2 separate regions of the Sus scrofa genome follow, and region 2 is linked to region 1. A link is a contact called in public Hi-C data. All regions are on one chromosome and are shown on one strand. The core of a region is the stretch at or near the end of the contact, and the rest is flanking DNA. Distances in the headings are between cores, read along the strand shown. Region 1 holds the start of PLEKHF2 (pleckstrin homology domain-containing family F member 2). Region 2 holds the start of INTS8 (integrator complex subunit 8).

Region 1 (7,002 bases), core at 3,297-5,796:
AATTCACATAAAATCCACAGAAGGAAGCAAGATCATCTGTTAAGAGTTAAGCATTTCAAGATTAAGCTTAGCAACCTGAGTTAAAGTGAAAAAGCAACAGAGAAAATGAGTCAACTTTAGGATAAGAAAAGGATTTGAAAGGAACTAGTTACACAGGTAGGTGGAAAACAAATATTTAACAGTCATCAGAGCTGTAACTTTTTTAGGGGATGCTGGCAGAGACGAATAGAAAAAGCAAAAGGTGATATTTACAAGTTGAGAAGTAACCAGTTATGAAAAGCAAAGGTCAAGGACAGGAAGACAACATAATACCAGTTGGTTCATGGTATATGGTATACGGTGGGTTCAAGAGTGGGAAAAAAAAAGGAAGAAAACTAACAGCCTAAGAGGAACTGGAGGTGACAATGAGGACAAAAAGTTGGTTATCAGGTGTGATGGAAAATAAAAATAGAAAGACAGGCCCTCTGAGTCACCACATCTGGTCACAGATTTAGACCTGAGGTTTAAATGATGATAAGCTTAAATAACACAGTGATCCAGGAGTTTCCTTATGGCTCAGCAGGTTAAGGATGTGGTGTTGTCACTGCAGTGGCTCAAGTCACTGCCGTGGTGCAGGATCCATCCCTGGCCCAGGAACTTCCTTCCACATACCATGAGTGTGGCCAAAAAGAAAAACAAACAAAAAAATATAGACAGCCATGTAGGCTGTTAGATGTAAAGTGGAGATGAAGGTCACAGGACCTTCACTAGTTCCAAATGCGGCCTTTCTGGTCGGAAATGAAGGTAAGTGTTCCATTAACCTCTGCACTTCACTTTCTGCTGCTGCAAATCCATTCTCTGTAACCCGACTAGGATTCTTCAGCTGGCACTTAACCTCCTTCTGTATTTTATTCAACCACAAAATGAAGAGAACAGGGAGATGGGAGATTGAATTAATGGTTCTCAACCCAGACTGTACATTAAAACAAACAAAAAAACTGGCAAAGCTACCTGTGCTTTGACTCCAAACCTAGTAATTGTGATTGATTTGTCCAAGAACGGGGTTCAGGCATCAGTATTTTTAAAAAGCTCCTCACAGAATTCTTATGTGCTGCCAAGACTGAGAACTGAACTAGGTATTTCTAAAGGTTGCTTCCCTTTTAAAATTCTATAATCCACTGCCACTCTGCTCATTTGCTAACTTACTGAATATCCTGTACCAGGTACTTGCACAAACATCTTAGTAAATCCTCACAACACTGTGAAGCAAATACTTCATGTTCATTTTACAAATGAGTCCAGTGAAGCTTAAAGAAGTGAAATGACTTGTTTGAGAGTCACAAGCTAGTAAGAAGCAGAGCTAGGATTCAGGTTTGGGTTTTTTTGTTGTTGTTCTAATCCACCCTACAAGCAATTTGCAACTTGCTTTCTCTAGCACTCACAGCAACTACTTGACCGCCTTCTATTCTCTTCCCAGGACCCCCCAAACTGAGCACACCAGTTTGTGGTTTTATGGATTGATTAAAGGGACAGTTACAGGGGCAGGGGATTAACCTCAAATTCTACAGTAATTTCATTACAGAATTACAGAACTCCTTCACCTGGAGAGGTTTCACAACTTAAAACAGCCCTCTGAGAGTATATCCACAAAGTCCATTTTATTCACTTAAGCCAACATACACCCTGCTATTAGGCATGCAGCTGGTGTACAAAGCTGGTTCTCAAAGATAAACTTACAAATAGAAAAGCAATTTTCACATGTTTTCCATTACGCCAGGCATTCTAAAACAAAATTCTAAGACAAATTCTAACAAAATAATTATTGGTAGAGAAATCAGAGTTGTTCTGTCAAAAAGCTTAAATATATAAGCATGACCTTCAAAATTTGTAGGCATTAATTCTATTTCCATGTAGTATAAACACTAAATACAGAGGCACTTTTATTTTTCTTATTTTTTATTTTTATTTTTTGTCTTTTTCCTTTTCTAGCGCCGTACCTGTGGCATATGGAGGTTCCCAGGCTAGGGGTCAAATCAGAGTTCTAGCCGCCGGCCTACGCCACAGTCAAAGCAACTCGGGATCCGAGCCGCATCTTCGACCTACACCACAGCTCACGGCAATGCCGGATCCTTAACCCACTGAGCAAGGCCAGGGATTGAACCTGCAATCTCATGGTTCCTAGTCAGATTCATTAACCACTGAGCCAAGACAGGAACTCCCAGATGCACTTTTAAATTATGATTATTATCCTTTTGTTGACTCACAGCTGTTGTTTCTTTGCTGCTTATCCTTCTGTCCATATCTACTCTGAAATTTCACAAACATTCAAGTTCTGTACCCCCAGACCAAAATTAATGAGTTGCCAAGGTAAATTCTCAAAAAAAAAAAAAAAAAAAAAAGGTGGTTAGAGAAGATTTAACTCTTCTGCCCCTGAAAGTGCAATTTAACAAGAAATTCATAAAGCGTATTTACAAGAAACACATGTGTATTTATCCATTCAAACCTTTCCTGAGCATGTGCTATGTTCTGGGGATGATGAGGCAACTCAGACCTGACCTAAACCTGCTGTCAAGAAGGTGCCATGACAGATACATTTACTGGGATGCAATGGGATAGATAGGTGAATTATTCTTGGGGAGAAAAAGAGGATGGGGTAAGGAGAACAGGGCAGAAGGAGCTTCTATAGGCTTGAGTGAATAATTTTAGGAGGAATAATTTCAGTACATGAACTCTCATAAACTGAGATTTCCTAAGAAATACTCCAGGAAATAGATATACTGAGAAACTAAATTAAAATCAGAAAGAGCAGCTAACAGACGAAACAAGGTGGAGAGAGACTACTCCACAGGAATGAGTTATATATCCTGCAGTTACGCTGTAAGAAAAATGAGAAGGCTTCAGTCATAAGATCTCACTTAAATACCAGTTTGGCTGTTAGATTTGAAGTTAGTTAAATCACTTTATTTGTAGGTAACTCTTCATACAGAAAAATATATACATATAATGGCAATTACCTAACAGTGGGGAAAAAAAGGTTTTTTTTTTTCTTCTAGAATTAAGGAAATTAGCGATCAAATCTGAGCCGAAGCTATATTTTTACCTAAAGATTGATAAGAGAAATTCTCCAAGATATGTTTAAGGGTTTATCTGATTTGTAGTTAAAAAGTCCTTTCAGTTCATTAACAGAATTTGGAAGCTCAAATGCCTTCATTAAAACTAGTAATTTACATTCACTTACTGGGGTGATTCAAGCTGAATCTTTTTTGATGCCTTGGTCAGTACACCAGTTTTATTTTTTGAGGCGATTACATGTGCTTTCCAAATAAGTAACTTAATACCATTCACCTCCAGTGCTGTGAGGACCCAAAGAGATTAAAAATAGAAGCTTTCCTTAATACCGAATTAACCTGAGGACCCCATGAGCTCGCAAAGGACAGAAAAATCTAAATGCTCAAAACACAGTAGGCAAGCACCTTTAAGGAACCAAAAGGAGGGGGGAAACCTCGCAATGTCAAGATCACTTCACCTTATTCTAAACAGAACACATGCCTTTGAGTCTCTCAATGTTCGTGTCTAAGTCCTTCTTTACTGAATTTGTTCTTCAGTGACGTACTGAAACACAACAAAGAAAGTATTTACCGATTTACAAACTTTGTGAGTCTCTGAATTACAGAGAAGAACTTGGTTATCTGTAACCTTAATACTACCCACGATTTCCAGTGCACACTCACAAGTTACTGCTTCAATGTCCTAAGGGCGCACAAGGATAGTCAAGCAACATGAAGAGGCAGCTCTCGGCCTTTAATAAAAATTTAAAAAATAAAGGAAAAATAAATTGGGCAAAAGACCATACAACTTTTAAAAGATTCCAAGTAAGTAAGACGTTAGAGCCAACGCTTCTATCAGGGTAAATTCTGCGGTGCCATTTTTGGCCGCCAATCACATAAAAATACGCTGTTCAGATTACAACGTCCGCGATGCCCAGACCCTGCAAACTTTTTGGACAGAGAGATGTTGGGGCCCTAAGATGCCATTGGCCACGACTGGGACCCCAGTCCCCGCGCCTCCCAACTTCTCACCCGATCTCAGGGTCCGCTTCGCGTCCGCCCGGCCCCCGCCCCGCGGCCCGGAGGACAGAACGAGCACCGGCACGGCCCCCCGGGCGGCCCCCGAGCCCTCCCGCAGCGGCGGCGGCGTCCTGCGAGCGGGCGCGGCTCCCCCAGGGCGAGGGGAGCGGCCGGGAGCGCCCCGTTTCTCACAGACCCCAACATGGCGTCGGCCGCCGCCGCCCGAGACGACGACACCTCCCCGCGCCGCCGACGGCCGGGGACCGCGGAGGGAAGCGCCCGGAAAGTTTCGCTTCTCCTCTCCCCGCCCGCCGGCGGCCGGTGGACAACCAACTCCGGCTTCACCTACCCGGCCGGGCGCGGACGGCGGCGGCGGCGGCAAAGGTCCGACTCCTCCTCGTCCCGAGCGCCGGGCGCGGACTCTGCTCGATCCTCCGCCCCAGCCTCCCAGAGTGGGCAGCCAACAGCGTTTCGCAGCCGGCGCGATCCAGACGCGGCGGGCTGGCGTCGAAGCCGCTCGCAGGTGACCCTCCCGCCCCTCCAGTCGAACCCCACAACGGCCGCCGGGGACAGCCTCTCCCCTGCGCGCGCACGGGCGCGCCGCCACCCACACGCCAGCCGCGAGCGCGGGCACGAGCACACCCACACCGCTCGCTCCCCGCCCTTTCTTGCCCGTTCCCTCGCCCCGCCCGGGCGGCCCCGCGCGACGAGCTCGAGGGGGCGGAGCCACCACGAAAGCCACACCCACCTGGGTAGCCAGGGCCTGGGGTTGGTTCCTCCGTGCTCAGTGGGAACGCGCGCCTTGGAGCCGATTGGGCGCACGTGGGACGTCTTACCTGGGCTGCCTAGCTGCGGGCAAGTCCTTGGAAAGGATTGTTCATCTGCCCACGAAGTTCTTAGCGAGGCTGGAAGAACGGAAGGAAGGCTGGGCCCCCTCTCCCACACCACCGAACTGGCCTGTAAGGGGAACTCAAGAACTTTCCACTGCCGGGAAATAAAAGCTGGGCGGACTTTTGTTTGCTACTCCCACTTTAGCACAGCGTTCCTGCCTGTCACATCTTCCACTGGCTTTTCCTAAGACCCCACCACTTGAAACAGAGGGAGCTGCGGCTACAACACACATACCCCATACAGTCTTTTAAGTGATGGATGACTTATTCCCTGACTTAGAACTCTGGTCTTTCCAAAACTTTTTCTCTGACGCCACAAACGTCATCCAACTTCACACATCTGAAAACAGTAATGATACCATATAAGGTTAAACCTGCCCTTCTTCATTTATAACGCAGCTAAGCGAGCTGACGGATACGTGGAGAGATGTTTAAGATGACTAAGATGAGGAATGGGGGGAGGAGACAGAATATTCACTTCAAACGGAAAGCGTATAGGCAGAAATTAGACTTGGGTAAATTTTATCTTTCCCGTTGATCTATTATTTCAAGGATATTTTACCTTTGATTATTCTTGAATTAGAACCACCGCACCCAAGCCACATAAAAGAGCACCCACCTAGGGATACATAAGCAGGAACTTTCTTTTGGTCTGGGATCCCCTCCAGGTATTCAGCCTCCCATCCTCACTTTTTCCATATCTCAGAAACAAGCAAGTCTTTTAAATAAAATTAGTAACTAGAAAAAAACTGCAAAACCGATATTTTTTTTTAATAGGAAAACGTAGACTATTACCACCAGAAAAACTTTACATCTGTTAGGTATAGTTGTCTCTGAAGACAAGTGTAAATGTCCCCAGGATTCTCATCTGAACCATCACCCTACCCCAATTTCATTTAGTTCCTTCTTCCTCTACATGCAGAAGACCATCTGTCAGTGGAAAAAAGGATGGACTCCATCATCTCCAAAATCCCTTTCAATTTTGAGATTAGGAATGGCTATGTCTGATTGGTTGGCTAAAGTCTAGTCTAGAACAATAGTCACCAAACATTTTTGTCACTCACTTACCAGTAAAAGTTTGTCCTCTCGTATTTCCCAATATACTTATTTAGCTCACCCTAAAACGTATGGACTTAGAAGCCAAACTACTCAAATTCAGCTTTGCCACCAGCTACCTGTTTCCTTGGGCATATCCAAATTTTGCCTTAGTTTCTTCATTTGTAAAATGAGGGTAATTAAAGTATCTACCCCCTAGTGTTATTACTATTTGTAATGTATAGTGACTTGTGCATGGTAAGGGCTATATGAGTGTTAAATTTAAAATATATATAATTAATTATAAAGTGTATACACACACACGCCTATTATAATATTGATGTAAAACAAATAGATTGCCATTTATTTCTCCAGTAAAAATGGGTTTACTCAGGATCAACCAAGAACTGCAATTCAGGGTATGCTTCCATGTGGATTCCACCTACAAGTCCCTACACTGCAAAGAGAGGAGAACTCTTTTAAAGAGGGAAAGAAGAAGGTGGGAGGGCTATTGTAAACGATGAGTCCATTGGAGATATTATAAATTCCAAGTATAATGGCTTTTCATTGGTTGAGTTGTGACAGTCTCTCATTGGTTGAGCTCTTGCCAAGCAAGAAGAAGGCTTTCTTCTTCCTGCTGGGCAGTGCTATTGTCATAGGGCTGAAGAGCTCCCTCTTCTGACCTCCTGCCTCTGTATTAATTGTGGTTTCTGTTCATTAATTTTTATAATGATATGCCTATCATGATATGCCTAACTATAAAACATACAATATAAAAATCAGAAATAATGATTTAAAACATATATCTCTGTGTGTTTTCTTTCTGTACTCTGCATATTCTGTACCCTCCTTGGGCTGTGTGCACCCCAGTTTGGGGATTATTGACAAATATAGTGGCCACTAGCCATGAGTCATTATTTAAATTAAAATTTTAGTTCCTCAGTCACACCAACCACATCTCAAGTGCTTAAAGGTCACATGACTACTGGACAGTGCAGATTTAAAAGTCACATGACTACTGGACAGTGCAG
Region 2 (7,002 bases), core at 2,181-4,680, 340 kb after region 1:
AAATACTAATAAACTGGCTCGTTATTGATAACACCAAGTTTATTCTTCTTTTTTTTTTTTTTAACTTTAAATAAAGGGAGGTTCCCAGGGTCAAATGAGAGCTTCAGCTGCCAGCTTATGCCACAGCAATGTAGGATCTGAGCCAAGTCTGTGACCTATACCACAGTTCACAGAAATGCCAGATCCTTAACCCACTAAGCGAGGCCAGGGAACAAACCCTCAACCTCAGGGTTCGTAGTTGGATTTGCTTCTGCTGTGCCATGACAGGAACTCCTATTCTTTAAAAAGTGATTTAGGGGAGTCCCCATTACGGCTCAGTGGTTAATGAATCCAACCAGGAACCATGAGGTTGTGGGTTCGATCCCTGACCTTGCTCAGTGGGTTGAGGATCCGGCGTTGCTGTGAGCTGTGGTGTAGGTTGCAGATGCAGCTCGGATCCCTTGTTGCTGTGGCTCTGGTGTAGACCAGCGGCTGCAGCTCTGATTGGATCCCTAACCTGGGACCCTCCATATGCCGCAGGAGTGGCCCTAGAAATAGCAAAAAGACCAAAAATAAATAAACAAATAAAAAGTGATTTAAATTCAACTAATAGTCAAATATTTTCCTATACCTTTTGAAAAACCCTTGCACATTCTACCAAGAATACACAGAAAAATAACTTTCATTTTAAGGGCCAATATTATAAAAGCATATACAGAACTAAACCAAGGAATCTAAATAGTACTCAAAATAAATTCATTTAAACCTGTTTACCTTTTCTCTAAGATGTCTAAGTCCCACTTCAAATGTGCAGCAACTTTGAGAGCTAGTAGCTTTAAAATACGATTTCTCTTGTTATCAGGTGGAGGTTGAACTTGGTTTTGTTCATTAACTGAAGGTTTGGAAGCCTGTTCCAAAAACTGGACTATAAGTTGAACTGGTGCAGGATCTAGGATTTAAAAGAAAACACTTCATAAATTTCAGTTCTAATTATGAAGTTGCAAAAGGATTCTTGGTATTGGTTTTTGGCCACAAAAGGAATCCAAACAGGCCAACTGACACATGACAAGATGCTCAACAAATTACTACTAGTAAAATGCAAATCAAAACTACAATGAGGTATCACCTCATACCAGTCACAATGGTCGTCACCAAAAAAGTCTACAAATAAAGAATGCTGGAGAGGGGGTGGAGAAAAGGGAAGCCTCCTACACTGTTGTGTGAATGTAAACTGGTGCAACCACTATGAAAAACAGTACAGCGGTGCCTTTAAAAACTAAAAATAGAGTTACCATATAAAACCTGGCAATCCCACTCCTGGGGATATATCTGGGAAAGAGGAAAACTCCAATTCCAGAAGATACAAGATATATCCCCCCAATGTTCACAGCAGCATTATGTACAATAGCCAAGACATGGAAGGAACCTAAATGTCTGTCAAAGTGGAATCTAAAAAAATGATACAAATGAATTTATTTACAAAACAGAAAGACTCACAGACATTGAGAATAAACTTATGGTTACCAAAGGGGAAAGGGGGGGATAAGTCAGGAATTCAGAATTAACAGACACACACTACTATATATAAAGTAGATAAACAAGGGGCTACTATGTAGCACAGGGAACTATTATATTCAATATCTTGCAATAACCTATAATGGAAAAGAATCTGAAAAAGAATATATATGTACAAATAAATCACTTTACTGTATACCTGAAACACTGTAAATCAACTACACTTCAATTTAAAAAAACACAAACATTGTGCAGCTACGACATCTAAGGATTATGGTTTATAAGAAGGGTGCCTGGGGATTCAAGTGAAACATCAGGAACGGTGTAAGGAGGAAAGGTAACAGATCCCTGCAGAATAAAGCACTTTTAAGGAAGACGACAATGGCTATAGATTTCCAGTTCAACAAATAACCAATGTCAATTAAAGGAAAGAGATGCCATTGTTAGAACTGTTAACTAATTAGTGAGACCTGCCTCAAGTTACCTCTACAAACCCATTTATCTCCATGCAAAATAGAGGATAACACCACCTACCTCACAGGATAACACCTGGCTCAGTGGCTAATGACCTGACTAGCATCCATGAGGACACGGTTCAATCCCTGGCCTTGCTCAGTGGGTTAAGGATCAGACGTTGCCCTGAGCTGTGGTGTAGATGGCAGACTTGGTTCAGATCCTGCATTGCTGTGGCATAGGCCAGCAGCTGGAACTCCGATTTGACCCTTAGCCTGGGAACCTCCATATGCTGCGGGTATGGCCCTAAAAAGACAAAAGACAGAAAAAAAGAAATAACATATGTGAAGCATTAAGACTAATGCCTGACATCCAGAAACACTCAACAAACGTTAGTCAAAAGCAACCAATTCAAAGAACACAATATAATATAGGCGGTAAAACTGCCCAAGTGAAGTACAGTAGTCTCCACCAGTTAAGACCAGGCTATTAGACTGAACAAGCCACATCTGAATTCAAATTTCATCAGCAAAATATCATCCAGGAGCTTACCTTCTCATGCTGGTACCTCTTTCCAGAAATGCCTGGCGTTTTCCACCTTCCCTAACAGCACTCATTAACTGGGATATTAATCATGATCATCATTATACAATAACCATCTTGTAAAGTAAAGCAGTTCCTGCTTTCAAAGATTTCTTCGTTTTTGATTCAGAGACCAAATTTGAAATACATATATACACATGTAATATAAATTATATATTAATTATATTTAACATAAATTATATATTAATAATAGTTAACTATATATCCTGGCATCAGGGTCTGACCCAAAATAGCTGATTTCTCTCCATCTCCCCAAATTGTCCCGGGTTCTGTCAAGAGCCAGCCTTCCTAACCCAAGTAACTTTCACTATACCATCTGGCAGGTGACTTAAAAAAAAAAAACCCAAACAGTAAAAGGGGATGCGGAAGGGCCTTTGGGTTGCCCTTTTCATTGGCCTCCCACTTCGATGCCCCCGCACTAGAATGTTTAATGCTTAGCTAAGCGGGCCGCGCCAAAGCTCCGCTCTGGTCCCCGCCTCCCGGGTCACAGGTTCGTGGCCGAGAAGGCGCGGGGTGGTGAGAGCCGCACGGACAGCGCCGGTGGCCGGGTCTCGCTCCCTTCGGGCTGCCGGCGCCGCGCTTACCCGGGCAGGGCTTGCGCAGATGTTTCTCCAGCAGCGACTCCTCCAGCAAGAACTCGAACCAGCACGTTTGCGGCGGGGTGCAGGGCCGGCTGGAGGTGGCCGCCTCCCGGTCCGCCGCCTCCGCGCTCATCCTGCCCCCGCCGCCGCTACCCCCAGGGACGCTTCCTGGCTCCAACCTGACACTCGGACGCGGGCCCGGGCCTGTGATCTGCGGAACCGCGGGGTGTGAGGAACACTCGGAACTTCCCAGAAACCCACACAATCCAAAATGGCGGCACAGCCCAGCCGTAGCTGGGACTCCGGGATCCGCCTTCCGGCGCCACAGCCGCGCCTCCAGGCCAATCCTTGTTCGAGTTGAAGAAAGAGGGCGGTACCTGTCCCCAGACCACGCCTCCTTCCGGTTGCTATGGGAGATGGTTTGAGAATAAGTTGGGTCGCAGGTTGGGTTTTCCCGGTACCCTGGGAGATTCTCAGCGAGAGAAACGAACAGCCTTATTAATAGGCCTCTCAGCGTCTGAGGAAAAGGCAGTGAGCACTGCAGGTTGAAACTGTGATCTATGCAAAGTTTGTTTTCGGTGCTTTCAATTTTCCCATTTCCATTGCTAAGATTTCCTCCCACTTAGGTCCTCTCAACAGATGTGCCCTATTGGTCTTGGCCAACAGCGTTCCCACCCCCTTTCTCGGACAGCTGACGGACCCCCGAGATCCAGCTTTTCTGCTGTTTCTCAGGACTAGCACTCAATATTTAACGCCTAATTTTCTTGATATCTCAGCTAGAGATATTGTTTTAACCCCATTTTTCATATACCCCCATTCTGTAATGCGCTTTTTATTAACAAAGGTTTTTTTTAAAAAGTGAATTCATAGACTATATACACGATCTATATTAGTGCAAATTATAGCCTCTCGGAACCTTAATTATAATAGTGCCTAATCTTAGGGTTGAGAAAAGAATTTAAGGAAGAACTTGATAATACAGGTAATCTTTTTAAACAAGGCCTCATGTCTAGAAACATGGGCAGATGTTAGCTAATATATAGTGCTTTTTTCATATACATGATTCTTGTTTTCTCCTGTAAACAACCTCATAATACGTCTTTTAACCAGTGAAGACACTAAGGTTCCAGGTTCGATCATTTGTCCAAAGTTTCCCAACAAACAAGGGACTAAGTTGAGCCTTTGATGGTCTTTCCACTGCACTTACTCAGGCCGATAACACTGGATAGAGAAGATAAGTTCAATGGCTTCCAGAATGAAAAAGTAAAGCTTTGAAGTTCTAGGAAAAATAAGTGGAAGTAGCTCCTCCATAAGTGGAAGTAGATCAGTGCTTCAATGGCAACCATTGTCTTATTCTCTTCCTGCACAATACTCTTTCTAGAGTTTGCCCTGCCTCTTTCATTCTGATGTTCCCCAGAGTCCTGTTCTCAGTCCTTTTCTCACTGTAAAAACCATCCTTGGGTCACTCTTCTGACTCATGAAACTCTGTCCTAGACTCTAAAGAACACAGTTTGGAAACCATGTATTAGACTAGTAAAATCATGAGGACCTAAATTAATAAAACATCAACAGGAAGATTACATAGTTACTTTCATGGAAAATTTGGCTTGTTTTATACACCCACTAGTTGGGCATAAAAAGCTTAAGGGAAAATGAATGGCTCTTATGTTTCTAACGCCAGTGACAGGGTGAATGGTCTATGTCTCCATCGTCTGTCAGTACAGGGAAGAGCTAGGGGGCAGGTTTGAAATTCAGGTTGGAAATGTTGACTGTGCACACCCTGTGAGGTGTTGAAATGGAAATGTCCAGTGGGCACTGAGCGTTATAACAGGCATGATTAGTGTACCTAAAAATAATAGTTAATATTTACTAGCAAATGCTCATTGTAAATTCACTATCTATGGGCACTGAGTTAAGCACTTTATGCATTGCCTTAATTAGTTCAGATTGCTATAATAAAGCACCATAGACTGGATGGCTTCTAAACAACAAATTTAGGAGTTTCCGTCATGGCGCAGTGGTTAACAAATCCGACCAGGAACCATGAGGTTGTAGGTTCGATCTCTGGCCTTGCCAGTGGGTTAAGGGTCCGGCATTGCCATGAGCTATGGTGTGGGTTGCAGACGTGACTTGGATCCCACGTTGCTGTGGTGTAGGCCGATGGCTGCAGCTCTGATTCAGCCCCTAGCCTGGGAACCTCCATATGCCATGGGAGCAGCTCAAGAAAAGGCAAAAAGACAAAAAAAAAAAAAGAACAACAAATTTATTTCTCATAGTTTTGAAAGCTAGAGGTCCAAGATCATGGTGACAACATGGTTGAGCTGTAATAAGAACATGCTTCTGGAGTACAGACTGTCAAGTATCCTCACTTGGCCAATAGCAGAAAGGGAACAAGTTCTCTCATAAGGGCACTAATCCCTTTTAGGAGGCCTCCACCCCTTATGACCTCATCTAATCCTAATTACTTCCCAAAGGCCCCACCTCCTAAGACCATCATGTTGGGTGATAGAGTTTCAACAGGGAATTTGGGGCAGGGGTGGGAGCAGGGGGACACAAACATTCAATCCATAACATATGCATTATCTCATTCAAATTCTAAGGAGTAGGTTTCTTTATTATCTTCATTCTCAGATGATAAAATAGGCACAGAAAGACCTTTAAAACTTTCCCAAAGTCACACTTCTATTAAGTGCCAGATGCTAAATATGGGCTTAAGCAGCATGGCTTCAGAACCTGAAATCTTACTCCATGCATTATATGCCTCTCTGAAAAGACAGCAAAAAAATTGGGCTGAGGTCAGAAAAATGCAACTAGTATCTACAGAAGATATCTGAATCCCAAATAAACTTTGAAAAAAAATATGCAAGCTCAGCTAATTGGTGCACACCGGCGGGGGGGGGGGGGGTCATGGTTATGAATGATCAATGAAATGCAAATTAAAACAACAATGGGGTGTTCCCGAGTGGCTTAGCAGTTAAGAAACCTGAATCCAACTAGTATCCATGATGACAAGTGTTTGAGGGTTCTAGCCCTGGCCTTACTCAGTGGGTTAAGGATCCAGGGTTGCCATGAGCTGGATCAGGTATTGCTGAGGCTGTGGCATAGGCCGGCAGCTATAGCTCTAATTCAACCTCTAGCCTGGGAACCTCTATGTGCTGCGAGTACAGCTCTAAAAAGACAAAACAGAAAAAAAAGAAAAAGAAAAAGTATGTGTCACCCATCAGATTGAAATATTAAGTGTTTTCCAAGAATTACAGGGCAATGGAAACCTATATGGAAAAATGGGGACCTTTTATATTCATACAAAGATAACATACTTCCAAAAGCAGCAATTCTACATGTAGATTTATATCTGGAGGATTCAAACATCTCAAAGAAATAAACTAGATCTACATTTAGGAAAAACAAATATCTCTTGTTTAATAAAGTCCAATCTTTAAGGAGTCAATCCTTAAATTCCTTTAAGGAATTTTGCCTACCTGTTAAAGAAGTATTTGCCTACACAAGATCATGAAGATAAATTTTCTGATGCTTTCCTTTAGAAAATGTATTTTTTACATTTCATAATTATGTGAGATCCACCTCTTTTTTTTTTTTTTTTTTTTTTGAAGGTTGCACCCATGGCCTATGGAAGTTCCTGGGCCAGAGACTGAATCCAAGTTGCAGCTGCAACTTACACCACAGTTGTGGCAATGCCAGGTCCTTTAACCCACCACAGTCTGGGGATCAAATCAACTCTTTCTCAGCAACCTGAGCCACTGCATTTGGATTCGTAACCCACTGTGCCACAGTGGGAACTCCCTGTGAGCTACTGGGAGTTTTTTTCTATTTTGACTGCCTCAAGGCATATGGAATTCCCAGGTCAGGGATC

The links. Hi-C and Micro-C count contacts between places; a contact is called where the count stands out from the background.
Region 2: a contact with region 1 is called in a Hi-C map of liver, with 4 times the contacts expected there. The contact joins the promoter of INTS8 here to the promoter of PLEKHF2 in region 1. A contact is called at or near these places in 7 of 47 Hi-C or Micro-C datasets (alveolar macrophages, embryonic fibroblasts, fetal skeletal muscle and 4 more) and 1 of 2 datasets of contacts at active chromatin or transcription factors (alveolar macrophages).

What each region holds. Positions count from the first base shown.
Region 1 is chr4:41,530,386-41,537,387 of Sscrofa11.1, forward strand. It overlaps PLEKHF2 (pleckstrin homology domain-containing family F member 2), which reads right to left and starts at 4,547. Exons shown (of 2, transcript XM_021089079.1): 1 at 4,396-4,547.
Region 2 is chr4:41,875,427-41,882,428 of Sscrofa11.1, forward strand. INTS8 (integrator complex subunit 8) reads right to left here and starts at 3,431. Exons shown (of 28, transcript XM_003125559.5): 1 at 3,135-3,431; 2 at 754-928. The coding sequence starts at 3,264.